Linked DNA regions of Sus scrofa: region 2 is linked to region 1. Evidence: chromatin contacts called from public HiChIP or PLAC-seq data. All regions are on one chromosome and are shown on one strand. The core of a region is the stretch at or near the end of the contact, and the rest is flanking DNA. Distances in the headings are between cores, read along the strand shown. Region 1 holds the start of TAP2 (transporter 2, ATP-binding cassette, sub-family B (MDR/TAP)). Region 2 holds the start of RING1 (ring finger protein 1).

Region 1 (5,528 bases), core at 983-3,482:
GGAGGGCTATTGTTCATGCCACTCATCGAGACAGCTATTCTGGAGGCGTTGTCAATAGTAAGAGACTAAGGCCCCCCGCCCCCATCCTGGCGGGTGGGGGGAGGGGGTTTGAGATTGGGAGACGTGGAGGAGGCAGAGGGGCAGGGAGCAGGTGTTCAGAGCCAGAACAGGGGCACCGGAAGTCCCAGCATGAAAGGCTTTGACATTGCGTGTTGCTGTTGCCCCCGTCAACAGAACATCACGTATAATAGGAACTCACCGAAGGGGAAAGTCACGCCCTGTTCTTTCTGCCTTGCTTGCAGTGTACCACATGAAGGAAGATGGGTGGGTGAAGGTGGAGAGTACGGACGTCAGTGACCTGATGCACCAGTACCGGGAGGCCAGTCTGTAAGGGTGGCGGCGGCAGCTGGGCCGGCCTCTCCTGAGGAAGCCGGGCCTACTCAGGGACCTGGACCAGTTCAGGCCCCAGAAGAAAGAGGGGCCTAACGTGACCCAGAGGGAATGAACCAGTGGTCCCTGGGAGGCAGGGCGGAGTTTATCCTTTTGTGTAGTCTCTGCTTCAATGGAGCCTCCCCCCCTCCCCAACCCCAACCTTCTGGGCATCTCACTAAGCACAATAAAAGAAAACGGTTACACACATGCCTCTGTGTTGTGGCTGAGTGGGCGTTGGGTGGGGATTGTTGGGAGGAGGGGGCAGGAAATCCACTCAGACTTTTCCTGAGAAGAGATATGCAACCCCCCCCCAAGAAGTGGGGCCTCACCAAATATTTCTCCTGGGTTTTCCTTCCATATTCATCTCTCCAGACCTCGGGAAGGCTCATTGTCTGTGCACATTTACCAGCAATTTAATTTGGTTTAGGGTCCTTTCTATGGGAGCTCCGCCTGGAGACGTCTTGGGAGGTCGGTGGTGAATGGTTTGGGCATCTGGGAGAAGGACACTTAGAACAACCGTTTCTGGTGCTGTAGAGTAGGATGAGAAAGCTTCCACCTAACGTGTGGGCCATAATAATTGCCACCGTGGTCCCACTGACCTCGAACACGGTGGAGAGACTGGATAGGAAGTGGAACGATGGACATTCGGGGTTCAGTTTCATGCTGTGTCACACTCAATTGCTAGATGACAAGACCGTGATTGAAATGGAAGAGGAGATAAGAAGGACTCGCTGAGGTGGGGAACATGAGGAAAAAGTAACTAGCTGGGAAAGATGAGACATACGAGAGCCTCTGCGTCACTCTGGAGCTGCAGGAGGGAGCAGGACAATGTCATGGCTCCAAGGAGAGTTGTTCAAAGGAAGAGCTTGTAGGAAGCAGCTGAGCGTGGAGCTTTTCCATTAGAGAGATCCTTAAAATCCCCACATGGACAGGGTTGGAGAAGTTTTAGTAATTCCCTAACTTCAATCTCCCCCTCCCCACTTTAAATTTGAAGTGACTCACTCCTCCTCACGCCAATGACCTTTCAAAAAGATGGACTGGAATCCACTGGACTCCAAGTGATCCTCCCTTGGGGGTTATTTTGAGTCTGGGAGGTAGTTTCAACCTGAATTGTTATTTCTGGAATAAAGCAAGCTTCACAGTCCATAGACAGGCCCTGGATCAGGCAGGACCCATGGAAATCGGATTCCTGTGCTACTCAGTGTTAAAATAGACCAAGAAACAAAGTCCCCTTCCTTCATGTACCGACAGTGCTCCCAGCTTAATTTGGAGCATCAATTTAGAGGTGTCTGACACATTCTCTGCTCAGGAGCTGTTGACAAAGATAGAAGACGACACGGGGTGAGGCCTTCTCAGCTCAAAATCTGTAAGTTGAAACCCATGGTAGGTCCTGGTAGGAGCAGTTGCGGCTTCTATTTAGGAGAAATTCTGTGTGTTTCTTGCTCGGGATCTGGCTCTGTTTTTTCTATCTCAAGAGCCTACAACTGGAGCTTTGATAAGAAAAGAGAGCAGTTCTCAAAACAGGTTCAGGGCTGGGGCAAAGAGAACTTGAGGTAAGAAAATCCAGCGGTTCTCCAACTATTTCGTGGCAATTTTCTTAGTGGCAATTTAAGAAATGCAACCGTTTCCTATGATAGAGTAACTGCTGCTGAGAGTGGGCGATTTAAGCCCGGGCCTGGCAAGTGGAGCGGGACTTGGGCGTGTCCCTGGGTCTGCGGTGTCGCGCGCCCCCTGCTGGCCGCCGGGCACAGAACAAGGCACGCGCTGGGGAAGCGAAAGCGAAAGGCGCGGGGAGCCGGGACGCCCCGGCCCGGAGAGCATCGCCCGCAGATCGAGGGGAGACAACGTTGAGACAGTGCGAGGGGGTTCCGAGCTCAGCCCTCCGAGCTCAGCCCTCCGCACTTAAAGGAAAGATCCCTGGAGCTGCATCGCAGAAGCCGCCGCTGGTGAGTGGGGCGGGTGGAAGTCTAGAGCGCTAAGGGGACGCAGCCCACCTACCGCCTCCCCCGCTCGGTGTACGGTGATTCCTGTCCCTAAGGTCCGGGGGAAGAGAGGGAGCGAGGCAGGGACCGCCCGGCCGCCCGCTGGAACACGGCGGCGGCTGGCAGAGGAGTGGGGCGGGGGTTGGGGGGAGGGTAATGGGACTTTTTTTTTTTAAGATGAGGCTGCAGGTGGTCAGGCTTCCCAGCGCCTTCGGTCAGGCCGAATGCCTTGTGTCCTAGGAGGGAGCACAGGGTACTCGGTAGGGTTGGGTAAATCGAGTGGGAAGCCCATGGGCGCGTTGGGAGGAGTGGGAATGGGGGCGGGGGTAGCGCCGAGGACTGGGACTCCACCCCTGGCACTTCTCCCCTTCTCCCCACAGACCTCGCCATGCGGCTCCCTGACCTGAGACCCTGGGCCGCCCTGCTGCTGGCGGACTCGGCCTTACTCTGGCTGCTCCAGGGACCTCTGGAGGCTCTGCTTCCTCGAGGGCTTCCAGGCCTGTGGCTGGAGGGCATCTTGCGACTTGGAGGGCTTTGGTGGCTGCTGAGGCTGGGAGGGCTGCTGGGATATGTGCGGACACTGCTGTGCCCCCTCTGCCTGGTGATCCCCTTCTTTCTCTCCTTGAGGGCCCTGGTCCCAGGAGCCTTGAGTGCTCCCCCAGCCAGAGTGGCTTCAGCCCCTTGGAGCTGGCTGCTGCTGGGGTCCGGGGCTGCGGGGCTCAGCTGGGCAGTGTGGGCAGTGCTGAGCCCTCCAGGAGCCCAGGAGAAGAAGGAGGACCAGGAGAACAACAGAGCTTTGATGTGGAGGTTGCTGAAGCTCTCCTGGCCGGACTGGCCTTTCCTGGCTGCTGCCTTCTTCTTTCTTGTCCTTGCCGTGTTGGGTGAGTCAGGAGAGGGCGCAGTGAATTGGAGGTGGGAAAAGGCCCTTGGCAGCAGCCTATTCACTGTGGTCCTCATGTCTCTTGCAGGTGAGACACTAATCCCTTACTATTCTGGCCTCGTGATTGACATCCTGGGGGGTGATTTTGACCCTGATGCCTTTGTCAGCGCCATCTTGTTCATGAGTCTTTTCTCCGTTGGGAGGTAGGTGATGGGTGATTTGCTGGCTCCAGGTGTTGACAGGGGCCCTCACTTTCCTAACTCTGTTTTCAGACCATTTTGTGCACAAGGCACAAAATACTTAAACTAAAATCTCCATGTGTTTACTCATTCGCCAGTCTGTTTCATACATCCATTCATTTATTCCTTCATTCACCAAGTAGCGCCAACATCTTCAAAGTTTATATTATATCATTGCTACAGATATGAGTGATCTAGAACAAAATGTGTCTGTATGTCAAACAGAATGTCCCTCGGTTGCCTCTCAACAAATTTTTAAAATTTAAAAAATTTTATTTATTTATTTATTTATTTGCTTTTTAGGGCCGCACCCGTGGCACGTGGAGGTTCCCAGGCTAGGGGTCCAGTCGGAGCTACAGCTGCCGGTGTACATACACCACAGCCACAGCAACACCATCTGAGCCTCCTCTGTGACCTATACTACAGCTCATGGCAATGAGGGATCCTTAACCCACTGAGCAAGGCCAGGGATCGAACCCGCAACCTCATGATTCCTAGTCGGATTCATTTCCACTGTGCCATGACGGGAACGCCAGCTTCTCAACATTTTTATCTGCGCAAACTTCCATTTCTCTTTTCTGTCTCCCACCTCTCACCCTGTATTTTTTTTCCCCACAGTTATCCTGTTGTCAGAATGAACATGTTTCTTCCTCTTGACCCTTCTTCCCTAATTCGTCTTGTCAGTTCTGGAAGATCTTATTCTGAGGCTTGTCACCTTCCTTTTCAGCGTCTTTACTCTTTTCCACTTTATTGCTTTCCCCTCTCTTTTTAGACCTACCCAGGGGTCTGCTGTCTACAGACTAACTCACTCACTAACAAGTGACTTGATAGGGGCTGGTACTAGGATGGGGTGAGTGAGACACCTGGGGTGAGAAATCTAAAGAAAGCTTATTCTCAGGGTTGTGCAAGTGCTTCACTAGCATTACCCTAATATCAGCTGGGGGCTTGATTCTCTCCTTTGTTATGGTCCTACTTCATTTAGAATCCTTCAAAACCCAATCATTATTCCATACTTGCTACTCTTTGCTGAAACTGATTTCTCAAAAGTGAATTTCTTCCTGGGAGTTCCCGTTGTGGCTCAGCGGTAATGAATCCGACTGGCATCCATGAGGTTGTGGGTTCGATCCCTGGCCTCAATCAGTGGGTTAAGGATCGGGCGTTGCTGGGAACTGTGGTGTCGGTCACAGACACGGCTCGGATCCTGCTTGCTTGTGGCATCAGAACAATCTCTTATGAGTGAGCTCTTACTTCAGGTAGCTTTTGAACTTCCTCTATTTCCCAGTCCCTCTACCTCCCCTGGAGAGCCATTCTCCACTGAACCCTTAATTACGGACTTTTCTCATGACTCGGTTTGCTGATCTTTAAGACCGTTTTTGCTCTTGAGCTTACTCAGCTCCCCTCTGCAGGTGAGTCCCAGATGCGCATCTCCTTGCCCAGCTCCAGTCTTGTAATCCAGTGGCCCCCTTCACGTTCCCATTGGACGGCTCACTGTCATCTCGGACTCCACACACCCAGGGTTCCAGATCCATCCCATTCCCCCCGGTCTCCTTGAAAGTGCTCCCTCTTCTTATTCCCATTCACGAGCCCATCCATATCCTAGGCTCCAAGCACTGCACCGACAAGGCCTTTCTCATGTTCAAACAGTAGCCCTGGTGTTTTCCACACTCCACATGTGCTCCTCTGGCTCCTTTCTCTCCATTCTCACTGTCATCGCCAAAGTCCAAACCTCATCATTTTATGTCTGATTTGTATTAGAAGCCCTGTTTTGTAAAATTCCTGCCTCTGTGCATTTACCTTTTTTCCTTTATGTTTTACTGCAAACATGTGTGTGGTCTAAGAGGAATTCCTCACCCCCAAGGACAATGGGGGCGGCAGGGAGGGAGGGGGAACAGCATGATCCCAGGGCTCTGGAGAGTGGGAGGGCCAGGAGTTCATTGCTGCAGGTCCCACAAAAAAGTCTGTGGGAGGAGTTTCCATTGTGGCTCAGGGGTTAAG
Region 2 (5,528 bases), core at 1,059-3,558, 190 kb before region 1:
AATCCTAAGGACACAAGTAGTTGCATCTTCTCTCTTTTATGGCTGAGGAAACTGAGGCTTGGGAGAGGTTAAATAACTTGCTCAAGATCACAGTCCCTTTGCCTCTCAGAGTGTGGTCCAAGAACCAGTACCAGACGCTTGTAGAAACGAAGACTCTCAGGCCCAACCCCTGACCTACTGAATCAGAACTTGCACTTTTAACAAGACTCTCTGGTAATTTGGATACACATTAAAGATTGGGTGATGCTGACCTAGGAAGTGATTTAATGCCCAGCAGTGCAAGCCTAGAGTTTACGCTCAAAAACCACTCGACCGGAGTTCCCACTGTGGCACATCAGGATCAGCGGCATCTCTGGAGCGCCAGGACAAAGCAGGTTGGATCCCTGGCGGAGCACAGTGAGTTAAAGGATCCTGCATTGCCGCAGCTGTAGCTGCAGCGTAGTTGGCAACTGTGGTTCAGATCTGATCCCTGGCCCAGGAACTCCATATGCCACTGGTGAAGCCAAAAAATAAGTAGATAAATAAAATTCAGCTTAAAAAAAAATCACTCTACTGTTCCAACTTTTAAAAAGTTAGAATAGTACCAGCTGCTAACCAAGATACTGCAATTTACATCTATGACTTCCAGGCGTGACAGACTGCAGGCAGCATCAGGAATGCTAAGGCTTAGAAGCAGAGACAGCGCCAGGAGTCTGACCTACAGATCTGTCCCACCCACCCTGCAGCCGCCTTTCTCCTCGCCCCCGAACCTGTGCATGGCCTGCATGCGCAGCCCCTCCTCAATGCTGGAGCTCAGTGCCTGCTGGTTGTGCAGGCGGCTGAGGCGGATGAGCACCCTGTCTTGGTGGGCCTCGTATTCCTCCCGGCTGGGATAGATCTTAGAGATCAGGGCATCAAAGTTGGGGTCTGGCCGCAGAGACCTCTTGGATACCAGCTTCTTTCGGCAGGTAGGGCACTCCTTGTTCCTAGAGGGGGAGAAAGGAAACCCTATGTAGTCACCAGGACATTGAGGGCCCAACTCTGTACCTCTCACCCCACCTCAAACATGTCCCTCCTGTTACCCGCTCCGCAAGGCCGTGACAATGCAGTCAGAGCAGAATCGGTGGAGGCACTCCTTGGTGGTCATCGTATTCTTCAGCATGTCCAGGCAGATGGGGCACATGAGTTCTGAATGCAGTGACCGAGGGGAAACTGCAATCTCTGTGCCATCCATGATGGCTTCCTGGAGGCATCAATGAGCAGAAAGGTAGTGGTGGGTTGGGGAGAAAAGGTTTTAGAAACAAGTGGTCCATGAAATTTGGAGGTTTGAGAAATACAGTGAGATGGCAGAATCTGGTTGCCCCATGTTGGCCTCTTGAGGAAGATAAGAATTCTGAGTAGGAGCTTTGGAATAGGAGGATCTAAGGTTTGGTGATTGGCACAGATTTTCAATCTGGGGAAGACTTTGTCAATAGGATCTCTAAAGTATGGTCCTGGTAACACTTATATCAAAATCCCCTAGAGTGCATGTTAAAAAATGCAGAATCTGGGGTCCCATCCCAGTACTGGATCAGAATGTTAGTGGCAGATGACAGCAAGCCGGGAATTCCATTTTTAATAAACTCCCAAGATGAGTCTTAAATGCCCTGACCTATGATGCTGAACTGAGAAAGAGGGAAAGGTAATTTCTGTTTACTGTCTTTCAAATGAAGACAGTAATACTTGCTCTACCTCTCTGGCCCGTGTGTTTTGAGGATGAAATGAGATAAAGGTGAAAGGCGCTTTAAAAGATTAAGGTGATTCAAAGGTAGGGCCAGGGAGTGTGAAACCGGGCAGGGTCAGAACGGGGCCAAAAAAATTTCAAAAGAGGCTGTGAGAGGAGCATCTGTGGATAGAGGGGGGAACGGGAGTATGCTGTAAGGGGAGAATCCCTGTCACCTGCGGGGTCCGGTGCAGCTCGTACAGACTCAGTTCCCACGTTTTGCTGGCATTCTGGGCATTCGCCGGCGTCGTCATGGTGACCGGGCACAGACCCCCCACCAGGGCTCCACCACCGAAGAGGAGATGTAGACTGGGTAGTGGGGGAAGGGGGAAGGGGAGGGAGAGGGTTAGGGGGGCCGCCCCCGGCGCAGACCCCGCCCTCCCGAGGCTGCCCCCTCCACTCCCCACCCCGCGCCGGCGCAGCCCCTCACCCGGCTCCAGCCGTCCGCGCTCCCGCTGCCGCAGCGCCTCTCCTGGGGCCCGGGCTCCCCGGCCGAGTTCGCTCGGTCTGCAGCCGCTGCTCAGACAGCAGGTCCCGCCGCCGCCGCCGCCATGGCCCGGGCGCTAGGGCCCTACGTCACTTCCGCCTGCCCCTCCACTCCACTCCACCCCACCCCCCCGCCTGCGGAGACGTCACCCGCCAGTCGCGGCGCGGGTGGGACGCGACGTGGACGCCCGGGTTCCCCCGCCCCCCTGAGGAGCCGGCGTCCCCGGAGTCCCGCACCACGTGGGGACCGCGGTCTCGGTCCCCGAGCCAGCACCGTCACGCGGCCAACTTTTGCCACCCTTCCCTTCCCAAGGTCCCCACTCGGGGCCTCTGCTCCGGAGTCCGGAGGGCGGGGCCTGGGATCGCTCGGACCCCGGGAGGGGATGGAGGGAATTGGAAAAGGGGCCACCTCCCCCACGCCGCGTCCCCTGCCGGCTCTTGGGGAGCGGCTCCCTTCTTCCCCGAACACAACTTCTCCATAACCCCAGCCCGGGATTCCGGAGATAAGGAGCCTCTGCCAAGGAACCTCTGCCGCTACAGCCAGTCTTGTGAACGCAACTATGTCCCTATGTGTCCGGGATTCCCCTTACCGCCCAGGGGACTTGCTCCACCCTCCGCTTTGGCTCTGCCTAGACTCTCCGACCCGCTCTCCCCTCGAGGTTTGGGGGCGACGGCTCGGGACGTCCAGACTCAACTCTCGGCCAGAGCTATAGACTCGAGAATTGCGTTTGGACAATCAAGAGCCGCGGCCCGGGGCGGGGGAGGGAGGCGCACGGGAGGTACGGGGGAATGGAGACACCATGCGGAAGCAGGGACACACACACTCAACACACACACACACACACACACACACACACACACACACAAGATGGGGCCCCAGTCGGGGAGGGGGTGTGCGCGTGTGGGGAGGGGGTTGGTGGCACAAGGGGCCGAATGTCTGAAGTGGGAAGCGGGCAGAAACCTCCTCCAGGACTTTCCAGTAAAGGAAGGGGACGGGGAGAAAAGAGAAGAGGAAAGGGCAGAGCGATCCCCATTGAGGGCAGGGGATGAGAGGGATCCGGGGGGGAAAAGAGACCGGGATGGGCGTCCTGTCTCCTCCAGCCTGAGCTGAGGCTCCCAGACTTGGGCTGCAACTGCCAGGGGGTGGCCTGTTTCTGGGACAAGGCAGCAGTGGGTCCCCTCGCCCCCTCTCCCAGTTCCCCCCTACTTCCCTGTCCTCTCCTTCAGTCCGTGGCCAGTCCTTATGTGGGCTCCAGAGTCGATTAGCGCGGACCCCCTCCCCTTCCTCCTCCTCCTCCCAACCCCCTCCCTTCTGCTCTCCTCCAGCCCTTTTCATCGGCTGGTCCATTCCCCTAATCCTGGCCCCCTCCCCTAATCCCCCCCCATCCGACCCCCGGCCGGCTGCAGCTATTGTAAGGTGGAGAGAAAAGGGAGGGGGGCACTCAGAGAAAGGAGAGGGGTGGGGGAGGGCCACCTGTTCCAAGACCCCCTTCCAAGGCTAGACTGGACACCAGGATGGGGCCATGAACGAATCACCCTTGGGGACCACAAGGACCCAGGGTATTGGGGGGGGGAGGGACTGGGGCTGCAGAATCAGTGGAAGGGGGTGGTGCAGAGACCCCTCCCTCCAAAAGACCCAGAGTGTCACGCACACACAGTGACACACACTCTCTCCTCTCACACCCGGCGGCGGGGGTTGCCCTGGGAGACCAGGCAGTGAAAGGGAACAATCCTTCCCGAAAGGGAAAGGAGGGGGAGGTGGGGAAGGGTCTGAGGACTTGGACACAAGAAGAACCGGAGGTGGCAGGGAAGAGGATTTGGAATTTATTAGGGTCACAAGCACCCCTGCCTCCCATATTCAGCATTCTTGAGCCATACACTGCCACCCCTTTTGTAGCCTGGGAACTCAGAGTCCTCATCAGCAGGAGGCCGGGCAGAATGGTGGGGGAGTGAGCAGAGTCCAGGGTCCTTGAGGCAGTTACATGAAAAGACCTCCTAGGAGGGGCAGAAACATTTGGACAGATGTATAGGTGGAGACAAATGGCCTGGGGGGAGGGAGCTCCCACTTCTGTCCCTGGCCTGTGGGAACTTCTGCCCTTCCCTCAGTGGCTCCAGACTCCTCTCACTTGCTTTCTCATATCATCTGGGTCCCACTCCCCTGCCTCCTCTTCCCCATGATGGCCTCATACCAGTGACTTCGACTGATGCCCCTGTGATGTATCCACTGTCCTCAGATGCCAAGAACGCGACCACATCGGCCACATCTATGGGAAGGGTGGGGAGAGGGCAGAATCCTACTCACTCTCATAGACCCAAAGTAGCCATCACCTCCCACCAGAATCACCCTCTTGCCTAAACATCAAGCCTGGCAAGAACCTCTTGGATACCAAAAATTTGGGGATCTTTTCATTCAGGCCCCCTCTGCACTCAGTGCTCACCCTCAGGGTCCCCCAGATGTCCCATCGGGATCATTCCAACCACCTGTAAGGAAACACTCATATGTGAGTGAAAGTTTCTTTCATAGGTTTTTTGGTAGACTGAGTCTATGACTCTGTTTTTTGGTCTTCATTCCTCATACGCTTATTGAGTATCTACTGTTTGCTCCCCACTGTGCACAGCATTCTCTCTGAACCCCAGACAGATTGGGTCTCTGAATGATTCTGCCCTCCACCCGTGGTCTCCTACCTTGTCCAGCACTTTCTGTGGCACTTTCTGTGCCATGGGTGTTTTAATGAACCCTGGGAGGACAGAGTTACAGCGGATCCTGTATCTGTGGAAAGGAGAGTGGCTGCTGACTTCAAAGAGGACAGAACACGGACCCCTCCCTGAGACCCTCTACATGCCTCAGCAAAACCTCCCGTGCCCCCAGGTGCCTGACCAACCGTCCGAGCTCCCGGGCTACAGCCTGGGTCAGCCCAATCACTCCAGCCTTGGATGCTGCGTAGTTTGTCTGTCCCATGTTTCCCACCTATAGGTGAGCCAGAGATGTGGGATGAGTCAGGGGTCCCAAGGAAGGGCTCTCCTCTCTGTGCCCACTTGGCTGGCTGATGCCATCCCCACACAACCTGACCTTCCCTATGATGCTACTGATGTTGATGATGGAGCCAGGACAGCCACTGGACACCAGGGCTTGGGCTGCAGCCTGAGTGACTAGAAAGATGCCCTGAGGGGGAGGGGCAGAAAATAACAAGGCAGAAAGGATCAGCCGGGGTGACAGTCCCCCAACTCCCCCCATCCCCAGGCTAGAGGACCCAGAAGTCACAGGTTCAGAGGTCACCACCTTGAGGTTGACAGCTATGAC

What was found. HiChIP or PLAC-seq counts read pairs in DNA pulled down with a chosen protein or histone mark.
Region 2: a contact with region 1 is called in an H3K27ac HiChIP or PLAC-seq map of skeletal muscle, with 3 times the contacts expected there. The contact joins the promoter of RING1 here to the promoter of TAP2 in region 1. A contact is called at or near these places in 5 of 47 Hi-C or Micro-C datasets (blood, embryonic fibroblasts, heart right ventricle and 2 more) and 2 of 2 datasets of contacts at active chromatin or transcription factors (alveolar macrophages and skeletal muscle).

The regions. Positions count from the first base shown.
Region 1 is chr7:25,053,567-25,059,094 of Sscrofa11.1, reverse strand. It overlaps TAP2 (transporter 2, ATP-binding cassette, sub-family B (MDR/TAP)), which reads left to right and starts at 2,232. Exons shown (of 12, transcript NM_001206441.1): 1 at 2,232-2,378; 2 at 2,795-3,295; 3 at 3,383-3,497. The coding sequence starts at 2,803. PSMB8 (proteasome (prosome, macropain) subunit, beta type, 8 (large multifunctional peptidase 7)) reads left to right here. Exons shown (of 6, transcript NM_213935.2): 5 at 1-57; 6 at 303-639. The coding sequence ends at 391.
Region 2 is chr7:25,248,287-25,253,814 of Sscrofa11.1, reverse strand. RING1 (ring finger protein 1) reads right to left here and starts at 2,308. Exons shown (of 7, transcript NM_001190235.1): 1 at 2,172-2,308; 2 at 1,918-2,050; 3 at 1,062-1,222; 4 at 750-965. The coding sequence starts at 1,995. MIR219A (microRNA 219a) reads right to left here and starts at 2,976; the gene lies at 2,894-2,976. HSD17B8 (hydroxysteroid 17-beta dehydrogenase 8) reads right to left here. Exons shown (of 9, transcript NM_001130730.1): 3 at 5,508-5,528; 4 at 5,298-5,390; 5 at 5,110-5,195; 6 at 4,913-4,997; 7 at 4,666-4,708; 8 at 4,417-4,491; 9 at 4,029-4,222. The coding sequence ends at 4,206.